Regions from separate parts of the Zea mays genome. Here region 1 is linked to region 2. Evidence: chromatin contacts called from public Hi-C data. All regions are on one chromosome and are shown on one strand. Each heading gives the region's core, a stretch centred on a gene start, on an enhancer-like site or on the middle of the called end of the contact. The rest is flanking DNA. Distances are from core to core; before and after follow the strand shown.

What was found. Hi-C and Micro-C count contacts between places; a contact is called where the count stands out from the background.
Region 1: a contact with region 2 is called in a Hi-C map of bundle sheath, with 4 times the contacts expected there. The contact joins the promoter of LOC100276913 here to the promoter of LOC100281259 in region 2. A contact is called at or near these places in 8 of 25 Hi-C or Micro-C datasets (bundle sheath, ear, endosperm and 3 more).

What each region holds. Positions count from the first base shown.
Region 1 is chr5:172,971,622-172,977,220 of Zm-B73-REFERENCE-NAM-5.0, reverse strand. It overlaps LOC100276913, which reads right to left and starts at 2,191. Exons shown (of 2, transcript NM_001165426.1): 1 at 1,950-2,191; 2 at 1,213-1,855. The coding sequence starts at 2,124. The coding sequence ends at 1,353. It overlaps LOC100286145 (integrin beta-1-binding protein 2), which reads left to right. Exons shown (of 6, transcript NM_001159033.2): 4 at 1-105; 5 at 299-519; 6 at 626-1,336. The coding sequence ends at 718.
Region 2 is chr5:172,545,369-172,551,047 of Zm-B73-REFERENCE-NAM-5.0, reverse strand. LOC100281259 (SOUL heme-binding protein) reads left to right here and starts at 3,823. Exons shown (of 7, transcript NM_001154178.2): 1 at 3,823-4,222; 2 at 4,324-4,394; 3 at 4,534-4,635; 4 at 4,743-4,847; 5 at 4,970-5,105. The coding sequence starts at 3,949.

The DNA of each region.
Region 1 (5,599 bases), core at 942-3,441, 430 kb before region 2:
TTTCATCTAACCGTACAAAGGCAACACCGATCCAGTCCTCTAAGCAGGGTGTGGGAGTTGATGTGTGTGCAAGGTGTCGTCAAGGTTTCTTTTGCTCCGATCATGGTGAGTTTGTATTCGCAGTAATCTTGTTTTAGTTAAACTGATTGATTCCTATTTATAAGTGTTACACAATTTACCACCCTGCACATATGTTTGGCCACACGTATGGTCCTTTATGGTAATTTGGTAAAATATCTTTATTAGCTGCCTATTAAAAATCTGTTAAATGGAGCTTGCTCTGGTGCTATGTTTTCAGGATCACAGCCCAAGCCACAAAAGCCAGCTGCTACCGACGATACAAACAAGGAACCTGTTGAGAAATCAGCTGTTCCACCGCCCAAGAAAAGGATCGATGTAAATGAGCTGAGGACATGTAAAAATAAAGGATGTGGTAAATCCTACAAGGAGAAGGATAACCATGATTCTGCATGTGACTACCATCCAGGTCCTGCCGTTTTCCATGACAGGATGAGAGGGGTATGTATATATTTGAAGGATTTATTTGAAGCTATATGTTGATTTCTGCCTCTGTAAACAGCTATTCTCGCCATCCCTAAACCCCATATCTGTTCTGTTCTTGCAGTGGAAATGCTGTGATGTTCATGTCAAGGAGTTTGACGAGTTTATGGAGATACCTACATGCACAAAGGGTTGGCATAATGCTGATGCGGTGTGAATTCACGCCATGCTTAAGGCTGTTTTCATGTTGTATCGTCACCTGCCATGTAAACACCATTTCTGCAGTTTATTGAGGATTTCATTTGGAAGTGTGACAAGAGCTTTGAGGATGGGCTCCGGGCTGCGGGCTGCCTAAGCTTTGCGCACGGTAGCTGTCTGGAAATCTTACGTGATTCTCCTTGTACTCTGGACCACATTTGGTGTCTGGATTCAAATTGGGGTTTTGTCTGTTTGAAGCCGAAGGATGCCAATATTTTAACCATGTCTAAGCCAGAGAAGTTAGCGCATGCTGTGGAGCGGTAGAGGTGCCGTGTTTCTTGTGTGTGTTCCATGGCTGCTGGAGAAGTCCTGTCCGTGTACTGGTTTGCTCGGTTTGAGCAGGCAAAAGCCTGGACCATGCATCACTAGTTTGTTCTACCGCTCCTCACTCCCCAGACCAGAAAGTTGTTGCCAATCTACAATATAATGAAAACTTAGCTGCACTCTTGGAAAGAGAAAAGCACAATCTCTTGATTTATTGGATGCTGTTTTGGCGTGCATACACTAGCATTATCATTATGTCATGGATACATGGACATGGGATTCAAATGTAAGTAGTACTGGTAGTGCTTTGGACACGGCAGCGTTCAGGTTCAAGGGATGCCGATGATCGGGATGAACGGGAAGAAGAAGAAGAAGGGAGGCAGTCCTCCAAAACTGAAGGGCGGCCTGTTGCCTCCACGGGACGGTGGAGTCCACGCCGGCGTCCGTGCCGCCGGTGGCGTCGGCCTTAGCGCTGGCTCCATCGGGGCGTTACCACCCTGGTGTTCACGGTCGGCCATGGTCGCAGCGACAGCGGAGCCGCCGCTAGCCGCAGCGCACCTCGTGAAGAAGGCGAGGCGGGAGCCCAGAACATAGGAGGCGGGGTAGGAGGCGGAGCCAGGCCCCCGGGCCGGGACGACGCGCGCGACCGTGAGTCCCCACGGCGCGCAGAGCTGCTCCGTGGCGCCGAGGACCCTGGCCGCGCACGGCGCGCCCGAGGCTGACGCTTCTGCTGGCACGGCCACGTCGAAGTTGCCGCGCCCGTCGGTCTGCGCTGCGTGGAGGCCCGCGCTGCCGTCGCCGTCGCCGGCGCATTTCACCGCCACGACCACACCTGTCACCAAGCACAAACAAAAGGCACGATCGAGAAGTGAGGGACAAGAAGTGAGGTGAGACTGAGAGTGAGACCACCAGTGTACCGTACGTACCGGAGAGATCGTGTCCCTCGGCGCAGTCGAGGCAGGCGACGGAGCCGCGGAGGCGGAGCGCGGCGCTCTCGCACGGCACCGCGCCGAGCGCGACGGCGAGGAGCAGCAGGAGCGCCCCGGCGAGGGGGAGCCGAGGAGGAGCCAGCATAGGGAACGTACGACGAGTGATCTGCATGGACAAGGAAAGCTGGCGCGTCGACCGTTGAGACCGCCTGCTGCTCGGTGCTCGCTTACCAGATGTGTTATGTGTACGCGGCTAGTATACGCACTCAACGCTGTCGCGGGTACTTGTAGTCCGAGGAGAGGAGATCACATCGGCGGGGGATCGGAGTGGCTGTATTGAGGGCACGGCGGCCGATCATCATGTAGCGTAGCCACTGGCCAACCAACTTGTCAGCCTCTACCCGGGCACCTGCGCTCAACTGCAACTCATCATACCAACGACACAGATAGCCACCTGCTCCAACCTCCCAACAACAAAAGAGGGCGGAAGACAACGCCGCCGCTCGCCAGGCTCCTGGTAGCACCACCCGTCAGCCATTGAGGCAAGGCAACGCACCCGACACCCGTAGGCCGTGCCGTAGAGTAAACACAGCTAGCCGTATTTGGACGAGACGAGGCACGGCACGGTGGGGCCGCAGCAGCGTGGGAGATGGTTTTAGTACCACATTGGGACTAAGGCAGTGCGCCGATATTAATACAGTTAAAATTATTTTTTGGGAACATTTAGGGTCATCAAACGTCGACATTAAACTTTCTACTCAAGGGTTGATTAAGATTTGAAGAGAGTACTAGTATACGAACTAACCATGCATCGAGTTTGTATGGGATGTGGCATCTCCTCAAGGATGGTTGCAAAGCCGGCCCGTCGGTACTCTTGAGGGTTGTTGGGACGAAGGTCGAACCAGACCTCGATTAACCCTTCGTGCGACCACGTCTGGAGCTAGGCTAACTTGTCTGTGAATGTGGGACCCAAACATAAATAAGGCTTTGGCCATCCCGCACAGCCGGTGCAGACTACGGTGCATGAGAGCCCTCACACTCTCCTCCGATTGACGTCGTCGGAGCGAAGGCTGGCCACTGCGGGGGCTCTTCGACTCGAAGTCTACCTGGAGGGCTGACGCGTTCGATCCACCGCCAGCTTACCCTCCGAACGAGTTGATCCCACAAGAGCACGCAAAGGCACTGGACCTCGAGGCTGGTTGCGGCGAAGGTGCTAGGAAGCTGAAGGTACTAGGACTTTTATCCCCGGGTCGGAGGCCTCGAGGCAGTGGACGGGAGCAAGGCCCACAAATAGCAGGTGAGAATATGAAATCGAGCCTTAAGCACCACAAATACCATGTACATGTGTGGGCCTTGCTCATTGTGTGCCAGGAGAGCAAATGGAAGAACATGTACATGGTATTTGTGGTGCTTAAGGCTCGATTTCATATTCTCACCTGCTATTTTTTAGAGTGGGTCCACCTGCTAGACCCCAAGGCCCTTTGTCCAGATCCCCTAGCGGGTAAACGATTTGGTGTAATTAGGCACGAGCCAATATTGTACTGTAATTACCCTATTGCACGACATATTCTAAGAATATAGTAGGTAACTAGTGATACGATCATATTTAGGCTTGTGTCCCCCTGATTACCCTATAAATACTCCCGTCCGGATCCCGACACGGATACACTTGACAAGACATTTCAGCTTCCAGGCTAACCGTTTTGTTGTGTGTTGCTTATCCCAGCAACTCCCAAGTGTTTGGGCCCGCTTGTCAGGTCCTAATAGGGGTGATGATTGTATTGGTGCTGCAACCAAGAACTCGAGTATCTTGTACTCGTCCACTTCGTATGGTCCTCCACGCTCATCCTCAATGATCATTAGTATGCATAATGATATATGCACACATGATCACACCGAGTACCTACTGAAAGAAAGAACGACCTAAGGTTGTGAGAATATGAAATCGAGCCTTAAGCACCACAAATACCATGTACATGTTCTTCCATTTGCTCTCCTGGCACACAATGAACACTCACTACTTTGGAGTCTATGGGAGTGGAATCGTCTTCATGAACACCAAACACAGAGGGTATATGTTATCGACAATGTAGTACCCTTGGTTGTACTCATGGTCATTCACCGTGAAGTTCACATTTTGTGCTTCATCCTTAAGCATGTCAGGTTGAGCACATTCACATTATCATTCAATGTCGTCACCCTAAAAAAGCATGCCAGATCCACAAGTCATGTGAGGCAACCGTCTCGAGCATGATTGTCGGAGATCTAATGTCCCCTCTTATGAATTGTCCTCTCCATCCAATAGGATAGTTCATCCACTTCTAATGCATGCAAGCTATACTCCCTATAGTACTAGAAAATCCCTTCCCTACCCCTTAGCTAATTGATGCATATGGTCATCAGCAGTGGGATGACGCATGTACTCCGCCCTACAACATGCAATAACACCTCTACACAATAGCTCGAGACACTCTAATAAGGAACTGTTTCCTATTTTGATGTACTCATCGATGGAGTCAGTAACACTACCGTACGCAAACATGCGTAGGACAGCTGTGAACTTCTGGTGGAGAAGGAACCGCTGCGGTTGAGTGTATCGGTTCGAAGAGTGAAGTAGGGGGAGTGGTCACCTAGCCTCTCTAAGGTGTGAGGGAAGTGTCTCCTTCACATGTGGTACATTCAATGAAAGTAGAGTGGTGGGTAGACACACGAGTCATTTGATGTAGTCTTGCATCAGTCGGTCGTAGGTGGATACACGGTCACAGTTGATGTATCTCCAATGTTTCCTCGATCGCCCCTTCAACATGGAAAACTCAGAGGCAAGCTCTACCGTCTATTGCATTATATTTTACTGTAGCAACTTGAAAGTGCATTCATCCCTTTTGTGAGTTTTGGTGATTTGGATGACAACACATTTAAAGGACTAACAAGTTTGCTAAGTGTTGAACAGGAAATTCAGTATGATGAACATACTTGAATAGTGTATAATGACAGTGAACAAAGGTTCAACACAAGGTTAAATAACCAATGAGACAATGCAAATGGATATAATATGATCTCTATATTGGTTTGAATATATAGACAAGACCTGAGAAATCACTATGCATAAATATGATCATAATAGAGGTTGAAGTGATTAAGAGGATTGGTCAAGCCAAAGTGAATAAGATATGAGGAACCGTGAATTGGCTTGACCATATTACTATTAGTCCATATATGAATATATGAGAATCAAACTAGAGCTTGATTGATCTTAGCAGTTATATCTAGATGACATTCAAGCAAGGTTCACAATATTGAAGAAATGATTCTCTCAATGGATGCTCAATAGGATGTGACTCAAGAATGGCTTGACAGGGTGAAGATAGCAAGGAAAGGGCTTCGAGGAACTAAGCGAAGGTGAAGGCCAAGCAACGGCTTGTAGACCGAGGTACCATGGCTAAGGTGAAGAAGAGAGTACTTGCACTAAGTCGATGAACTAATCAGCTATGAAGAGTTACAACATGTTGATGCATCAGTAAGGTGACTTGAAGCCATGATTTGAACTCATATATGGTGAAATGGCACAAGTCACAGGCTCGATTTGTGTTTGCTTCAAAAGGTGAGACAAAGATGTTTGTGATCCTTATGAAGCAACACCATGGAGA
Region 2 (5,679 bases), core at 2,574-5,073:
GCCATTCGATCCGCTGGCACGACATACTAGGTCTGTGTAACTGTCACACCCAGACTTAAGGACGATTCCAGATGCATCTCAAATGTGTGCTAGGATCAAGTCTCACACATATGATGACTCATGGTACAAAATCAATGTCACATCTTTATTACATAATAGGAGTTTTGTACAAAATAACTAAATAAATTACACCGTATGACGACATCGATCCTCCACAACCATAGTTTATTGGGAGACGACAGTCTAGAACTCTCTGAACTCATCTCCAAGGCAATCTTCCTCCGATGGGATCTGTTCTTAACCTGGTGTGATTATAGCAAGGGTGACCTCCCATATGGTCATTACTCAGCAAGTGTGGAAAAAGTGTAGTGTAAGGCTTACCAAGGAAGATGGTTGAGGCTCAGCATTGCTTTTTATTTTGTTGATCAAAATTTTATTAGCAATTACTAAGTATAATTACTAAGTATAAGTAAATAACATTCCAATTAAATAAGAGATCATAGATGAAAAAATCCACAAGGCAATGAATGTCTGGTTAAGTTTAGTTCCATCATTTAATCATGTGAGTGTCCAAGCCGCTCTTGACCGTGAGCACGGCTGATATACCATTTTTACACTCTACAGAGGTTGCACATCTTTAGCCACAAGACATGTTTTCCGTCTAGCTAGGGTTTGCGAGGCCCTTAGACACTTCAAGGTGAATGACTAGGGATCCACTACGAGGCCAATAAAAAGTTATGTTAGCTTGAGAAAACCCGCTACTGTTTTAGGCAAAAGGAAGTATAGGAATCCCTCGTCTGAAAAGCCATCGCAACATGATCCACCCGAGAACCACCATATACTTTACAGTGATTCACTCCTCACTTTTCCCTTTCGGTTAAGGTAATCCCTGACTAGCTTTTCTAATTAATTGGCCAAGTGCATCCCATTGCACCCTTGTGGTAGCACTATTGTCTCGGGTTAGCGCTCCATGTTCCAATTAAACTTTTGTGATCTTATCATGCACAATAATAAATAATCTAGCATTATATCATAATGACACATGATCATAATTCATAAATATCATTAACCCAAAACCAGATAGAGCAATAGCAAAACTAACCAATAATTCATTTGTATGCAAGGTGTAGGGTAAATAAAATAGGTAACCTATTAGGTCCCGTCAATTTAACCTAATTGTGCCATGATGATCAATAGAATCATAAATATTATTAGGTCAAAGAATGTGATCAAGGACACAACTTGTCTTTTACTTGTAAATCCAACTGCTCAGATGCTTTCTCCAAAGTTGGGCTTTAGGTTCCTCGTCGTAACCTCTTTTATATTCGTAGCAAAACATATATAGGCAAACAACGAATAAAAATAACATTACACCAAAGATGGAAACAAACCACACAATATTATTCTAAGCGTTGAGATGAAACTCTAGGATCGAGAACCACTAAATCGTAGTAAAACATAGAAGTTATGGATAAAATAAGATTTTTTTGGTGCAATAGATCTAACAGATGATACTTAACATATATATAATAATAGATAAGATCTATAATGGGTACCGTTTCTTTCTCTCTTTATTTCTATAAATAAAGTGAAGGCACCACCTGGATAGGCTGTTTTTCATGCCGGGGGAAAGGGGTCTTCAACGTACTTGGTGGGGGGCTTGGGGTACATGCGGGATAAGACTAACTGCAACGGCTGCCCCTAGGCAGCCCCCTCCCCTTGCATGCCGGCTGTAGGGGGCACCTTACGGCCGCAGCGGTGCCCCCTACAGCGCCCCCTACGCGCCGGCCCCCTTCTCTCTCCCCCTAGATCTAGCGTGTCACTGTTTATCACCCTAAACACTGTGCTGTGGGTCCACGAGTAATTGTTAGTAGATAAAAAATTGATATTTGATATAAAAATGATATTTTATAGTTGTAGAGGGGTATAGGGGAGTATTTAGGGGGAACCGCTGTGGGAGATGAAAAAATAGGGGGGAAAAGTGATATAGGGGAAAAATTTAGAGGTAACAGTTGCGGATAGCCTAAGGGGTAGAGGTTTGGTGCAGCTTGTTGTACGACTCGATGGAAAGAGAAAAAAGGGCGGACAAGAGGGCATTGACGAGGAAATCGAACTTCGGATAATATTTGCGAGAGTTGTAGATTGAATTTGGAAAAGAGAACATATCTAGTGCACATGGAAGATTGGTGCACATGGTGCACATATTAAATCATCACCACTCATTTTAGATCTAATGTCTCTAGTTGTTTGGTATATTTTGTTAAGTGCACCCTCCACCGTGGTGGTGTGTAGTGGTGGAAGGTGTTATTTGTAAATTGAATAATAAATTAGAGACGTTAGATTTAAAATAAGTGGTGATGATTTAATATGTGCACCATGTGCACCAATCTTCCATGTGCACCAGATATGTCCTCTTTGGAAAAACGGTTTCATATTATGGGATGAACTCATTGAGGGGAAGCCATTCATATATTTATAGCGGTGGTTTTAGTCTATCCGATATGTAGATAAATTCGAATTTTAAAGTTTTCTGTTTTTGGAAAATACATAAATTCATTTTTTATGCTGAAAAATGTCCAAATCGCTCCAAAATTGTTAAAAATTATAGAAATGTTTTGGCATCCAATGAACTCAATAAAAATATTTGGATATTTTAAAACGATGTTTAAGTACCTCAAATAAATATATTTTACTTTTCGTAAATATAAAAAATAATAAGACAAATACGAAAAATCAACGGGGACTTTTACAGGATATATTAACATGTTTCAAACACTTCTTGCACTCAGAATCACTATGCAATAGCATGAACGCAACATACTCATTTCAACCTTTTGATTCGTCTTAATTGATTTATAAAAAATATATCTAAAATTGTAATTCGTGATTCTAAACCACCAAAATCTTAACAAATTAAACTAAATCTTTAATTTTTTGTTGGTTTAAAAATTAGGGTGCTACAGTAACGCCTAGTTCTGACAACTAGTTATTGGAAAACTATATTTATTATCTAGAGGCTTAAAGTTATATCGTGCAATCTTTTATATTGGAAAACTATTTTAAGGGTTTAAAGTTGTACCTGACCTTTTACAATCTGGCGACGTACAGGCACGTTTACTCTCTGTTTGGTTGACGTGCGAGAGGCTACAGCTGCACCCGCGGAGTCTCAAAGTGCGTATTGTTTGGTTCACTTCTCTCAAGGTATAGGTTGAACAGATGCAAAAATAGACGACGAGCCAGGCCCGCGGGAGATGCTCCTAGCGCGCGTACGCTCGCGTGCAGTCCAGTGGCATGCTTCTGCATGTAGTTGCACGTAAAACGAGAAGACATTTATATTTGTTTTTGCATCATAACTTTTAAATAAAAAATAAATCATTGAACCGATTTTATATTCATGTTCCTGGATTTTTTGAACAAAATTAGACCATACATGGTATATAATATTCAAAGATTTATTTATTCACTCTTCTCTAATACACGTTTTGGTGCAGATAACTAAATTAAAACTATATTTGTCCTGAATGTAATAATGCAACCAACTAAACAAAAACATATGTACAGACAAGTCTGTGCACAAGAAACTTGACCCCTCATATATGAGGCAGCTTACCACTTTACAACAACCAATCAGATATTTATAGAGAATGACAAATACGGCCCAATGGTTGGCACGAACTTCCAAAATATGTTTGGGATTTCACAGAGCCAGAGGCTAAAGCAAAAATCGCCTCGCGCTCCGGTTCCCGAGGCCACAAGCCCACAACCAAGCCGCAATGTAAAAAATCTGCCGCAATAGAACGAACACCAGAACAGAACCGCAGAACGCAACCGCCTTCAGCCTTCTCCCATCCCACGGACGAGCGCCACACGGCACCCCACTGCGAGGCAATCGCCAACCCGCACTGCACCACTCGCGCCTCGCGATCACCGCTCCGAACTGGAAATCAAATGGCGCCGTCGCCGCTGTGTTCCGCTTCCCCACGGCCGCTTCGAGCCCCAGGCCAGCCTCCCCGAGACGTCCGCTCGCCGCGGACGGTCGTCGTGGCCGCGGGCACCCGTGTGAGCGGAGCGGAGGCCCGCGCGTCGCTGGTGCTGGCCTTGGCCTCGCATGCGCTCTCCGCCTCGCAGCGCCGCTTCGCCGAGCTCGCCGATGAGGCCGCCAAGTACGCCTTCCCGTCTGGCCGCTTCGAGCCCCGCACCCTCGAGGAGGCCCTCATGTCCGGTCGGTAATAAATGAATAGCAGCAGCTTGTACCCCAAATCGTAGAATCCTCAGGATTTTAGGCCACGATTTCTGAGTTAGATTCATGTACTTTTTTTGCAGTGCCTGATCTCGAGACAGTTCCGTTTCGCGTACTGAAGCGCGAGGCAGAGTACGAGATCAGAGAAGTGGAGGTAATTGTTCTAATATGTGGTCGCTTTTCAACCATTGGTTAAAGAAATTTGTGCGTGTGTGGAAATTGAACCCGTTAGAATATGATAATACTATGAGGTTCATTGAATGATTGTGTCTTCTGTTGTGAACTCTCATCAGTCATACTTCGTTGCTGAAACGACGATGCCCGGAAGATCTGGGTTCGATTTCAACGGGTCATCTCAGTCGTTCAACGTGCTGGCATCATATTTATTCGGTAAGGTATTTGTCACGTTTCTACCACGGTCCAGACGTCCATTCCCTTGTTGTTTCATTGGATAGTCATGGTCTGATGTTAATTGACTTCATCATTGGCATTCTTGCTTCAGAATACTGCCTCTGAGCAAATGGAAATGACAACACCTGTTTTTACTCGGAAGGGTGAGTCAAACGGCCAATCAATGGACATGACGACCCCAGTGATAACAAAAAAGGTGCAGTTTGGCTTTCACTTGTGCCATTGTTTTGAGCTGTCCTTGTTTCGCCATTTAGGTTACTTCATTATCTGGAAAGTTATGAAGTTTTACCTGTCCTTTTTGTGCGTTGTCACCTGCAGTCAGCTGGTACAAATAAATGGAAAATGTCATTTGTGATGCCAGCGAAGTATGGTTCCAATTTGCCTCGCCCAAAAGATCCTTCTGTGATTATCAAGGAGGTGCCCAGCAAAATAGTTGCCGTTGCAGCCTTTTCAGGTCCATAATATTGTACTTCTGTCATACCCATTTCATAGCTGTATGTGATTAAGAAGCTATATATTCAGAGTCAAGTACATAATTTATAGGTACAAAATTTTAAATCTTTTTTCAGTATTTGTAATGAAAAAAAACAGAAATACTCTGTATCAATTTTCTGTGCCTTTTCTTCTGTTGATTACTCAAGATCCTTTTTGCTGCAGAAATCATAATGATAGATAATTAATCTACTGAAACATTTGTATGGAGCGTACCGTTTTTTATCACTAACCACATGCCTTTTGTTTTTAGTCAGGAAATAGTTTAGAACGATAGGAGTTGTTGTGTTCCTTCCCAATTCAAAACACCAACACGATCTCTAATATAGAATTACTTTCATGATGACACAGATCAAACCAGATTTTCTCAAGTTGTTATTTTGAAATGATTAATGAGCTCTATGTATTTACCATTTGTCTTACAGAGTAGCCATTACAATTCTTTTTTGTTCACAATATAATAAAAGCATATAAGAACTCTTTTAACTTCAAATTTTATTGGCTGGAGAAAGTTTTCACAACAATAAGCATCTCAT